Linked DNA regions of Zea mays: all the other regions are linked to region 1. The links are chromatin contacts, called in public Hi-C maps. All regions are on one chromosome and are shown on one strand. The core of a region is the stretch at or near the end of the contact, and the rest is flanking DNA. Distances in the headings are between cores, read along the strand shown. Region 1 holds the start of LOC100273299. Region 2 has its middle 43 kb from the start of TRNAW-CCA. Region 3 holds the start of LOC100216850.

Region 1 (4,187 bases), core at 427-2,926:
ATGAAAAGCTAACAATTATACACTTGGCCAAGGAGATAGGCCATTGAGAATATTAAGGCCTTGTTTGGTTCTCTTTTTTAAATTTTAGTCCATGTCACATGCTTAGATGTTAGTTAGAAATATTAAATACAATTTAATTATAAAACTGACTATACAGACGAGGACTAAACAACAAGACCAATCTATTAAAACTAATTAATGCATGATTCACTCATGTGATACTACCGTAAACATTTACTAATTATAGATTAGTTATGACAAAAAAATGTATCATTATTTAGTTTTTATCTATATAATTAATTTTATAAGTAGACTATTTTTAATACTCGTATTTGACTTCCAAATATTTGATGTAACATAGGCTACAGTTTAGTCCTTGAACAAACATCTCTTGACTTTTGGCCGCCCCGTCACGCGCACTTCCGCAAACTGAACAGCGCCCTGCGGCTGGATCTCGCGAATGAAAATACAATATATATACGAAGATTGTTTTTTATCGGAGAATTGTGCTTCTCTATATACCATTAGAGGTTGTTTACAAGTGACCCTTGGAGACAACCTTAGAGCAAGTATAATACGAGGTTGTAAGTAGGCTAAATGTTCATGTGAAGGAGAGAGAAGTGTGTTATAAACCTATATACAACTTAGCTATAAGAACCAAAAAATTATAAGAGAGATAAGTAGGGTTACTATATTAATAATGAAGAGCTAACAATTATACACTTTGCCCAGGAGATAGGCCATTGAGAATATTAAGGCCTTGTTTGGTGTTTTTAAATTTTAGTCCATGTCACATGCTTAAATGTTAGTTATAAATATTAAATACAATTTGATTATAAAACCGACTATACAGATAAAGACTAAACAACAAGACCAATCTATTAAAACTAATTAGTCCATAATTCACTCATGTGATACAACCGTAAATATTTACTAATTATAGATTAGTTATGACAAAAAAATTGCATTATTTAGTTTTTATCTATATAATTAATTTTATAAGTAGACTATTTTTAATACTCGTATTTGACTTCCAAATATTTGATGTAACATAGGCTACAGTTTAGTCCTTGAACAAACATCTCTTGACTTTTGGCCGCCCCGTCACGCACTTCCGCAAACTGAACAGCGCCCTGCGGCTGGATCTCGCGAATGAAAATATCAGGTCTAGGCCGCGCGGAACCGAGGAGGAAAAAGGCAGGGCGGCCGCCACTCGCCACCCACCCAACCGCTGAATTATCCATCCCCATCCAAGTTCCCACACGCCCCACGGGCACAACACGGCCAGGCCGCGCGGCTGCGGAGCAGCGGAGGCGGGCGCTCGCGCGCCGCGCCCACCACGGCACGGGCTCCGCTGGGTGCGGCGCCGTACTCCCGTGGCCTCGTGCCGTTTCAATCGCGCCTCCTTTCCTCATAGGCTCGTGCCCTCAGGCCAGGCCTCGTCCATCGGCCGCGAGTACGCGGCTCTGCGACAAACCCCGCAAAACCACCGCACCGCTCCGCCCGCCCACGCGGCCGCACCGGTGGGCGATGCCCTCCGTAGCCGGTCATTTCACCGCGGGCGCGGCCCATGCCCGCGGCCCACCACCGCACCGCCTCGCCTCCTGCTCCTTATATGACCGGTTCCCCACCTCCGCCTCCGTTCCCCATCTCCACCACCACCACCACCACCAAACCCTAGCCGCCTCCCTTCGCCGCCGCAGCTGATCGGCCATGTCTTCCTCGACCTCCGATGCGGCCAGGGACGACGTCGTCTCATCTCCCGACCTGCCCCCCCTGTCCGCGCACGTCGCCGCGGCGGCTGCTGCGGCCGCGGCAGCGGCCTCCTCGGGGGGAGGAATAGGGCTCGGGGGCGGGGGCTCCGGCCGGAGGCTGCCGCCGCCGTGCTGGACGCACGAGGAGACCCTCGCGCTCATCGAGGCGTACCGCGACAGGTGGGAGGCGCTGAGGAAGGGCAACCTGCGCGCGGCTGACTGGGACGACGTGGCCAACGCCGTCACCGCTCGCTGCGGTCGGTTCCCCACCGCCACGCATAAGTCCGGCGTGCAGTGCCGCCACAAGATCGAGAAGCTTCGAAAGCGATACCGCGCTGAGCGGTCGCGATCCGCGGGGCGGTCCAAGGGGCCCAAGTGGCCGTTCTTCCCGCTCCTCCACGACCTCGCCGGCGGCGGCGTGCCGGACCCTAGCCCTAACGCCATCGTCAAGATCAAGACCAAGGGCCCTGCCCCGCCGGCATCCCCGCCTTCCCCTGTGTCCTCCCCTTCCTCCTCCGAGGAGGCTGTGCGGAGCAGGAGCCTGCACGGGCTCATCTCCAACGGCGGGGCCGGGAGCGGGCTGCGCTTCACCATCCCTAAGGCCTGCCGCACGAAGCCCGCCGCGGCGGCAGCTGTGAAGCCGGAGAGGAGCGGCGGCGAGGACGACGCCGAGTCAGAGGCGATGGCCGAGGTGGCTGCCGCACTGCGGTCCGTCGGGGAGGGGTTCCTTCGTATGGAGGAGCGCAGGCTCGAGCTGTCGCTTCAGATGGAGAAGGAACGAATGGAGTCAGAGATGAAGCGCACCCAGACGATGCTCGACGCCCAACAGCTCTTCCTCGAGGCCTTCCTGGGTAAGCAGCAGCAGCAGCAGCAGCACAAGAAGGCCAGGGTCTCCCCTTCCTCTGCCGCAATGGAAGAGGACTGATCAATCCATGTAGCCCGGTTGCTCTAGTTCTGCTCTGTCAACCTTGTGTGCATCCTTCCTCGCTCTGCGTTGACTGCTGTTCATGCTAGTATTGTTAACTTTGTGTCAGTAGCAATATAATCTTACTATTGTGTATGGATGGTGATGTAGGTGTAGGGATATGGATATGGATAAGGGGGGAAGGGCGAGGTTTGAATTAGAAATTAGGTGGTCTCAGTTTTAATCAGTGAACGACTTGTGTTATGAGCTTATGATGAGCTGCTGCTGTTACGTTGAAACACTTCAGCTTGTTCAAATGGCATCTACTCGTTGTCAATTTTATTGTTGAGTTTGATCGCTTCGCTAGACTCTTGTTATGACCGTCCAATTGCTAGATTAGTTTAACGCTGCATTCGAGGTATTCGGTGAGCAAGCATATGGAATCTCTATATTTCACTGAGGTTCATCCTGTGTTGTGAGTAAACTGTAATGCTATTGTTATGCCTGGAGTACAGAGACGAAGGCTATAAGCCTAGTCTATAGTACTCCTGATCAGATTACTATTTCAAATTAGATTGGATCTATAGTTAAGAACTTCAGATTAGTTAGATAAAAGTTAGCTACTCTTACTAGATAAGAGGAGAGTTAGTTACTGTTATTGGATAAGGACAAAATTAGATGATATCTCTAGTTAGCCTAGTCTATAGTGCTTCGGATCAGATTACTATTTCAGATTAGATTGAATTAGTATTTCAGATTAAACTATCTAGTTACCCGGACTTTGCTATAGTTGTTATATATCATATAAATATGTATTGAGATATTTATTCAAATATAATTATTGTTTATTTCTAAACACTAAGATACTTAGGTATGTGTGGTCTTGTGGTTAGCCTCAAATTTCTATAGTAGAAGGCGCGGGTTCGAGTGCTCACTCTTCAATATTTTTGCTCAGTGTGGTAGCTGCACGGTGGGATCGGGTGTTGGGCAGACATTGAGATGGGACACGTGGGGGCACGTGCGGCGGGCCCTGAGTGTCAGCGTGGAGAGTAAAGTCATAGTAGCACGAGATACCCACATTAGGTTCTTAATAAAGTAGTATAGATTAGATCTATAGATAAGATCCTTAGATTAGATAGATATGATAAGAATTAGCTACTCTTACTAGATAAGAGGAGAGTTTGTTACTGTCATTGGATAAGGACAAAATTAGATGAGATCTCTAGTTCGATAAGGCTTAGAGTCCTTTCTGTTTCAGGATTAGATCTCTTATGAACTATAAATACTTCTAAAGGGTTTTTTTTTCTGGAAATTAAGTAGAAGCAAATTATTTGTTGTCATCTTCCCTCAGTGAGCTGGGAGACCTAGCCGCCAGCCCGCCACCCCGTCTTTCTCCTTTTCTTGCAGCCCTAAATGCGTGAACAATACTTGCAGCACTATAGCGCGAGTACTGTAGCACCTTCTTCCTTTATCACGTGTGGTGGCCACGGTATCTAGTCACTGCCCTCGTTCCTTGCGATCATTGAGGC
Region 2 (4,187 bases), core at 457-2,956, 890 kb before region 1:
ATTTCTAACAGAACATGCGGGTGTTTGAAGAAGCAAGTTTCGGACGACCATGGTGCACGTGCTTCGGACGAAGCATAATATAAACAACCTTTGAGGTCTAAGGAGCTAAACCGAGAGAAGGAGAAGGACAACCTTACCTCTGGCATGTACAATAGTTTGAATGTATAGGGATTAAGGATATAATTGTAAATTCGTCTGAAACATATCTCGAGCATATAAAAAGAGGAACAGTGTTATGCGTTGGAGACACTTTTTGGACGGGTGAAACTCATTTTTTTCTCTCTATACGAAGCTATAACTTATGTACTCCCTTGTACCCCCTCGTTGTAATTTTTACGAAGATGAACGTATATGTTCAATCTTTGAATTCATATAATAAGGAAGAGGGATTTCAACACATTCTGTCTTAAACCAAACCTACATAAGCAATTTCTTGTAATCATTGTATTTTGTTTAATTTCCTGTTTCATTATTTAATTTCTTGTAATCATTGTATTTTGTTTTTGTCTATGTTTGAATGACCCACTTACATAAGCAAATTTTTATCTTCATCCTTTCATTTTATCTTCTCTCCAAGAATGATAAAAGGGGATGACTATGAAGGTTGACCTGTTTATTTGTGTTGTCTTGATTTTTAATACATTTACGGGATTGAAATCAAGTGACTAACAGACACGGTCTTCAAAATTTAACTTTGACCAATGTTTTTCTATTAAAATACAATAAGCTCTTAATATATTTATACTTTTACAAAAGTATTTTTAAGACAAATCAGTGCTTAAATATTAGATTCCAAAACTAAATAACAAATTAGTTATTTGTAGTCAAAATTTTATAAATTTGATTTCAATTTATCTAAAACGTTAAGTAATAGTACAGCGGAGTTAGTATAGGTTTTCTAGTTCTGTTCCTAGCAGCACTATTTGATCGCAGCAGCAGGTTCCTTTTTGAAATTTACTGCCAGTAAAATAACCAATGGAAACGGCACTAGCCAGCCTGACACTCCGCTTTTGACCATCACCTCGCTTTGCAGGCAAGCGACGTGAACCATCATCGGCTACGGCTATGCATGTCTTGTCTGCAGAGAGGAGGACCAGCGTCTCCAGCTAGGCATCCAATCACACCATGATCCATGAACATACGCACTGGACTGTTTGGATAACATCCGAGATGATTCTTACTGATGTTTAATTTTCTGCTACAACTTAGCCGACTTTTATATTTGACACGCTAAGCTAGTTTAGAAACCACGTTTTTTCGAGTGAATTTTATTTTCATTGAGGAAATTAGTTCATTTTCTCTTGAAAAAATAGAAATCTGATGGAAAAATAGAGTTCCCAAATTAACTCTAAAAGTATGACATTTCTTCTTTTTTTCAACTCTTGCTGGATAAACAAAATCTCTAGTACAGTAAATTCTGTCGTAAACAAAACAAGCTCTCCAAACCTAGGGCCTGTTTATTCGTGGCTAACTATACCACACTTTGCCTAAGGTTAGTCGTTCAAATTGAAGAACTAATCTTATGCAGAAAAGTTAGGCAAAATGTGACAAATTAGGTAGGGAACCAAACATGCCTCTAACCGCGGGCAGCGGCGGCCTTCGTCGTCATGGTGGACAGCAACGCACGGGTCGGGCCAAGATAGCGTGGCAGGTCCGAGCAGGGCCTGCTTCACGATGGGCCTTGCCACCTCGGCACAATCCGCCCACTTCATAAAAACGTGGCGCGTCTGGGCGCCCATTGGGCCTTATCCCTAGGCAGAAACAACGCTGTGGAGCTCACGCAGTCGCACAGCGCCGTGTACGGCGGAAGACCGCGTGTTGGCCCACGTACGTATATATATGAGATAGCAACTCAACTGTAGAGATGCATGAATGCGCGTACAGACAGGAAAGAGAGAAACACGCTAATAGGTTAATGGTCCACGGTTGCCACAGAAAGATTCTGTGTCTTTTTCACCCTTTATTTCCGAAAGAGGAAACGGAGATGCATTTCGCCTTGGATGCATTGCATGCATGCATGGGAGCCATTGATGTGGAGTAACGACGGGGACGCCTCAATCAAAGCAAGACGTGTGGACATGGACGAGTAATTGTCAAAATTTTGTTGTTGTTGTTGTCGTCGACCGGCTCCTTTTGCCCTTGTCACTCGGAGACGGAGCACGGGAGCAGAGCGTGGCTTCATTTGCTGGTCTAGATCTGGACGCTACAATAATTTCTGACATCATCCAACAAAATAAAACTTGCTTACAACTATTTATTTTTGGCAAATGAAATACCACTGACGTACTGGCATATAGTTCGTACTAACGCTACAATCTCACGAAGAGGAGCGAAGAGACCAACAACGACAACGGTCAGGGGCGACGCCATATACACTTTGCCCGGTGGAGTGGCAAAAAAATATTTTCTATTAGCCAAATATATTTTGACCATATATTTCTAAGATCTTGTGTATATTCTTAATGTGTGCAATGTGGTGAAAGTGACATTGGCTTCGCCCCTGACAACGGTGGCACAAGGAGAGAGGTTGACAACGGCGGCGCTGAGGGTGGGCGGAGGGGTGGCTGCCCTGCCCCCGATTTCAAAGGGCCTAACCCTAGATATATACTTATATTGGCTAGACTATCTATTTATAGTCTATTAGTTCAGCGGTAAAGTGTCGAAAAATTGTCAACCACGATCCATATCCTGATCATATTTAAATATGATAGAAGAAATTTTTAAGGTAATAATATGTACTTTTTTATTTTTTTATTTGAGGTAAATATTTTTATATGTATATTGAGTGAAATGCCTATACATTAAACTTGTCTTGGGCCCCTAAAATCTCATGGGCGCCACCAGAGGGGAGGAGGCGACATGACACGATGGAGGCTGGGGGCGGCCGGGTCGTCGTAGGGGAAGGGGAGGGACGAGGGAGAAAGGATGATCCAAATAATATTGGTCATGTTTGTTTTAGTTTTTCGGCTTCTGGCCACCAGAAACGCTCAGCTTTACAACCAGCTTCTATAAGAATCACTTTAGTCAAAACCGTCCGAAATCAACGTGAACACAAAATTGACCGAGTCGTTGCGATAGTACGAAATCGCCATTTTCTACATCCTAAACCGTATGGACTATTTTATCTTTCTGCAAACGTAATCTCCACGATACTCATATTCTATCTACAACCAGATTCTCCCCATAGCCAGATTCTCAGAAAATATTCTTAGTAAAAAGCTGAACCGAACAAACCCATTGTCCGTTGGATTTGAGTGAATAAGGGAGAGAGTTATCTAACGATCCAAACTGTTGGTTTTAATGGTGTGTTAGATCTATGTGCAATTTATTTGATGGATTTAGTGGAGGTTATGAGTAAGGAGGTGATTTGGTTGAGTGGATTTTGCAAAATTTAAACTGGTGAATTATACAGGAGCCATTGGCAATTTTGCCATTATCATTTGTGGGCTTCGCCAATATGCCATCGGACCCACAAATCATAGACACAGACGGTCCCACCAGTCATAGACACGGGATGGCATAATAACAGACAGCCAAAATTGAGAGTGGCAAAATAGCAAATTATACAGTGGGATGTGATAGATAATGTTCGCTGACGTCTGCACGGACGCTTTCTTTTGCTTAGGCAGTTGGATTCGGGTCCGTACGGATACATGTGTGCGTCTTGCATGTTGCTTGCAACTTTGCAAGTTGGAAGATGGGAGTGCTGTACTGCACGAGGACCTCATGCATGCACCAGAGTGGTAGTAGTTTGGTGTGTATATAGGTCACTCTTTCAGACTACGTACACGTTGCTTAACCGTATGCATCTCACAAAGTAGAGGCGCACCGGCCATCCGCTTTGACCTCATGCATTGCTCGCTACCGTAGATGAGATCTGAAAGAGTATATAGGTCACTACCGGCCATACGGTTAATGCATTGCTTAACCGTATGCATTACACGTTGCTTAACCAGAGTGGTAGTAGTTTGGTGATGATACAGTACAGTGTGTATATATAGGTCACTCTTTCAGACTACGTACGTTGCTTAACCGTATGCGTCTCACAAAGTAGAGGCGCATCGACCATCCGCTTTGACCAGCTAGTTGGGCATATCTACCGAGACCATTGCTCGCTACACGTCCACGATTCTCACGGCAGGCATGCGGTAGATGAGATCTGACTGCCTGCCGGATTCGATCGACAA
Region 3 (4,187 bases), core at 995-3,494, 530 kb before region 1:
TTACATTTTAGCCCTTTTGTAGGAAAAAAATCACGTTTAGACCCTAAAAAATTTTAATAGCAATTTTAGACCCTTTGCTCGGCGCCACAGATCTTGGCGCCGAGGTACGTGCTACGCTGGCACACCTGGCACACCTGGCCGACGTGGCATCGAGCTCGGCGCCACAGATCTTGGCGCCGAGCTCGGTTGTGTTTTAACAGTTTTGTTGGAAAGTTGTAAGTATAAGGCTTGTCTAGCTCAGTTGGTAGAGCACAAGGCTCTTCACCTTGAGGTCCTGAGTTCAAGCCCCATAGTTTGCATTTCAATATTTTTGTCTTTATCATTGATTTGTATTTTTTATGTCGCTAATGTGTCCATACAAATTTATTTTTGGGTACCATGATCCTCGTTTTTTTTTGGTAAATTAAAACGCGAGCAGTATAAGCAGGACACTTAAACCTCTCGATTTACATGGTCAGGGTACAAAATAAAAATACTGTTGCAACCTGGCCTCGTTGTAATAAAGTATGTATATAGCTGTAACCTTTGACTTGCAAGTGAATTCAGTACTAGTCTCGAGTCTCGACTGTGCACTCCGGCCAGAGTCCATTTTCATCCATTGACCATTGTACGTACGTAACACAAGCTAGCTAGCTATATGTATACGTGTCAGGCGGAAAATACGTCAGAGTATCGGTGGACTAATTAACAAGTACGCGATCCGGTTGTTGGTTCCTATACTATAGTAAAAGCGGCGAGTGAAGGACCCAGCCGGCTCAGTGGAGCACACTGCACACGACCATGGTGGCTACACGCTCCATTGCCGGCCACCATCGTGGCATCGTACGCACGAATCTTAAAGCCTCTCTCTGCTTGACGACATTGTCTTTAATCTACGTATCAAGACACAGGTGTCCTTGCTCTATCGGACTTAAAGGACACCAAAATGGGACAATATACGGGAAAAGGTATTTACTTGGAAGAAAAAAGAAAAATACTAGCCATGCTCGCTGCGAATCGAGAGGTTTAAGTGTCATGCTTATACTGCTCGCATTTTAATTTACCCAAAAAAACGAGGATCATGGTACCTAAAAATAAATTTGTATGGACACATCAGCGACATAAACAAAAAAAAACAAATCAATGATAAAGACAAGAATATTGAAATGCAAACTATGGGCTTGAACTCAGGACCTCAAGGTGAAAAGCATTGTGCTCTACCAACTGGGCTAGACAAGCCTTATGCTTACAGCTTTCCAACAAAACTGTTAAAACACAACCGAGCTCGGCGCCAAGATCTGTGGCGCCGAGCTCGGTGCCACGTCGGCCAGGTGTGCCAGCGTAGCACGTACCTCGCGCCAAGATCTGTGGCGCCGAGCTGTGTTACCTCGGCGCCATAGCCTATGGCGCCGAGCAAAGGGTCCAAAATTGCTATTAAAATTTTTTAAGGTCTAAACGTGATTTTTTTCCTATAAAAGGGCTAAAATGTAAAAAATTCGGTAACCTGGAATGCCAAGTCTGTTTGCCCCATACGAATTACGAACGAACATGAGTTCATAAAAAAAAACAGTCAGATGTGCAGGCGTGTTTCGTTGGCAATTTCGAAGACCGCGAAAAAAAAAGAACGGGACGAGGAATCTGTTTTCGACGTGGTTACTGACGACGAGGGATTCATTTTTGACGTGATTGGTGACGCCGCCGAATTTGTTATTACGTGCCTCTGTATTATTATTGCCGATGCACTAGTAGTCGAAGCTGGGCGAACAATTGTATCATAATCCGTGCCGTTTCACGAAAATCTGCCTCGGCCGCATCGGTCAACCATAATTTCGCTCCGAGACCAATCTAATTCGCTTCAATAATAAAAAAAATACAGATCAGAAGGCTTAAAACTTTTCAGGACATATCGGTTTCCTCAAGGAAATAACACAGAGACCGGGCATATAAATGTAGGGATCGTATCCAGTGCACAAGGGCCACGTCGTGCACAAATGCACAAAACGAAATCTGGCCGTCCATTTTCCATCCAACGGCCGTCGTAAATATGCAGATGAACCCTCCCGCAGCCTCCGTAGCTTGCCGAGTCTGTTTTGTGAAAAACCCCCCGCGCCGTCATGTCGTTGGATGGAAAATGGACGGCCAGATTTCGTTTTGTGCATTTGTGCACGGCGTGGCCCTTGTGCACTGGATACGATCCCATAAATGTAAGCAAGACCAACGGAGCAAGGCCCCCCCAGGGGGGCGGGGCACCACAGGTACTCTTCTCCTGCTTGGCCTCTTGTGCCGCAACCGCGAGTGCGGCCTACGGTAGCCTCCAAAGCAGCACATCCAAAGCAGGGACCGAATGGACATGGACCGGCCGGAGGAGGAGGGGCAGCAGCGGAGGGAGACGATGACGCCGGTGCTCCTCAGGCTGTTCGGCGTGGACGTCCACCGGGGTGGCGGCAGCGGGGAGCCGGAGGAGTCGCCGATGGACCTGAGGAAGAGCTCCAGCATGCCCGACCTCACCATCAACCCGCTGCTGTCGCCGGAGGAGAAAGAGGGCTGCAAGGGGTACGCCTCCGACGACGCGGAGCTGGCGTCCGGCCAGCAGAAGCGCCGCCGTCGCAAGGCACAGGACAGGAAGAAAGGTGAGCTTTTTTTTTCTTTCTGGATTTCTATCAATCGCTTTCTTTACTGCTCTGCTCTTCTTGTAATTAATCCCACGATGGACGATGGATTCCAACGGAAAATGTTGTCCTTTCTTAGATTCAGAAACCAACCAGTAAAACATTCAGGCATTTACACAACACACACACACACACAAAAGTATCTCCGTGCGAGTCAACGGCAGCTATCTTGCAGCCCAGAAATGCTTTTACTGTGAATTGATCCGTTGTTCGGTGGAATCGGCGCAGGAATTCCATGGACCGAGGAGGAGCACAGGAAGTTCCTGGACGGGCTAAGGCAGCTGGGCAAGGGGGACTGGAGGGGCATCTCCAAGGGCTTCGTCACCACCAGGACGGCGACGCAGGTGGCCAGCCACGCCCAGAAGTACTTCCTCCGGCAGACCAACCCCGGTATGAAGAAGCGCCGGGCGAGCCTCTTCGACGTCGGTATCGCGGACTACAAGGACAACCAGGTGAGCTAGCACTCCAACTGGTACAGTACAAGAACGATTCGTCAGATCTTGGAGCCAGCCAACAGCGCTAATCGTCCTCTTTCTTTCTCCCCCCCTTTTTTTTTTTGTTTCGTTTCAGGTGCCAGGCCCTCAGAGCATCGTCGCTGCCAAACCGGCGCCTACGCAGGAGATAATCCACACCGACCGCGGCGACGTCCCCGTAATTTATATACTCCTTCCGCTGTGTTTTCTCCTTGTCCTGGTGGTAACTGAGAACCCAAGATCTGAACAGTGAATTTTTTATCCTCCCTCTCCTCAGATACCAAGATATAGAGGCCTCGGAGAGATTTTAGGCAGTAACATGCAGGTAAGGTAACCTTATGCCCTCTATTGCACTGGTAGTAAGGGCGGAAGGACGTTTTCATGTACTATATAATAGTCTGAGCAAAACTGACAAGCGAACTGAATGATCCTTTGGACAGGTTAATCAACTGACTGACTACTACTATTTCAACAAGAACTCCCATGTTCCCGCGGGGACTTCGCTCTCCATGGCCTCCGGCCTGGAAACGGCCTCGACCGTCGACAGCCTGGAGCTCAGCATCGCCGTCAACGGCCTGGAGCTCAGCATCGCGCCCCCTTCCCGGTGCGTCTGCGGCGGCGCGGCGGGGGCCATCAAGGTTCTGTGACTCGGCCGGGACGCCGAGGGAGCTACTCGCATTTGGCTTCCCCTGCGAGCATGCGTTTCATCAAGTATTATCAGCCTCGTCAGGCTGCCGCGCGCAGCCGGGTTTCGGTCTTGCTGGTTGTGTTGGTGTGTTCTGTTCTGTTTTGTTGTGCGCAAGGAATGTTTGTGAAGTGCATTGCGTTGTAATACACTAATACTAGCAGTGTTGTGGAATGGAATTAGGGGAGAGGGATCAGCTGGGATTTGGGGGTTGATGGGTCCCTGTCTCGACTTCGAGTGGGTTCGTTTCGTGTTCCAATCCGAGGAGGCGGCGACGGGCGCAAGGCGTCGTGTGGGTGTGGCTCTGAGCTCCCCGATCCCGCCCAATAATTGGACCGTGCCGTCCAAAACGCATACGCCAACTAATCTTCGGAAGAAAGT

The links. A called contact is a pair of places that touch in the nucleus more often than the background predicts.
Region 2: a Hi-C map of ear shows a contact between it and region 1, with 2.6 times the contacts expected there. The contact joins the enhancer-like site here to the promoter of LOC100273299 in region 1. A contact is called at or near these places in 2 of 25 Hi-C or Micro-C datasets (bundle sheath and ear).
Region 3: a Hi-C map of leaf shows a contact between it and region 1, with 4 times the contacts expected there. The contact joins the promoter of LOC100216850 here to the promoter of LOC100273299 in region 1. A contact is called at or near these places in 3 of 25 Hi-C or Micro-C datasets (bundle sheath, ear and leaf).

What each region holds. Positions count from the first base shown.
Region 1 is chr1:96,227,411-96,231,597 of Zm-B73-REFERENCE-NAM-5.0, forward strand. It overlaps LOC100273299, which reads left to right and starts at 1,677. Exons shown (of 1, transcript NM_001147740.1): 1 at 1,677-2,998. The coding sequence starts at 1,714. The coding sequence ends at 2,679.
Region 2 is chr1:95,338,880-95,343,066 of Zm-B73-REFERENCE-NAM-5.0, forward strand. No RefSeq gene overlaps it. Among protein-coding and RNA genes, the nearest start is that of TRNAW-CCA, 43 kb to the left of the region's middle. Within about 2 kb of position 1,707, at least 17 of the 20 cell types and tissues checked have an H3K27ac peak or open chromatin away from gene starts, as enhancers often do. A contact at or near this core is called in bundle sheath and ear, where this site is marked.
Region 3 is chr1:95,695,138-95,699,324 of Zm-B73-REFERENCE-NAM-5.0, forward strand. LOC100216850 reads left to right here and starts at 2,245. Exons shown (of 5, transcript NM_001143242.1): 1 at 2,245-2,609; 2 at 2,877-3,100; 3 at 3,219-3,299; 4 at 3,399-3,446; 5 at 3,562-4,187. The coding sequence starts at 2,324. The coding sequence ends at 3,768.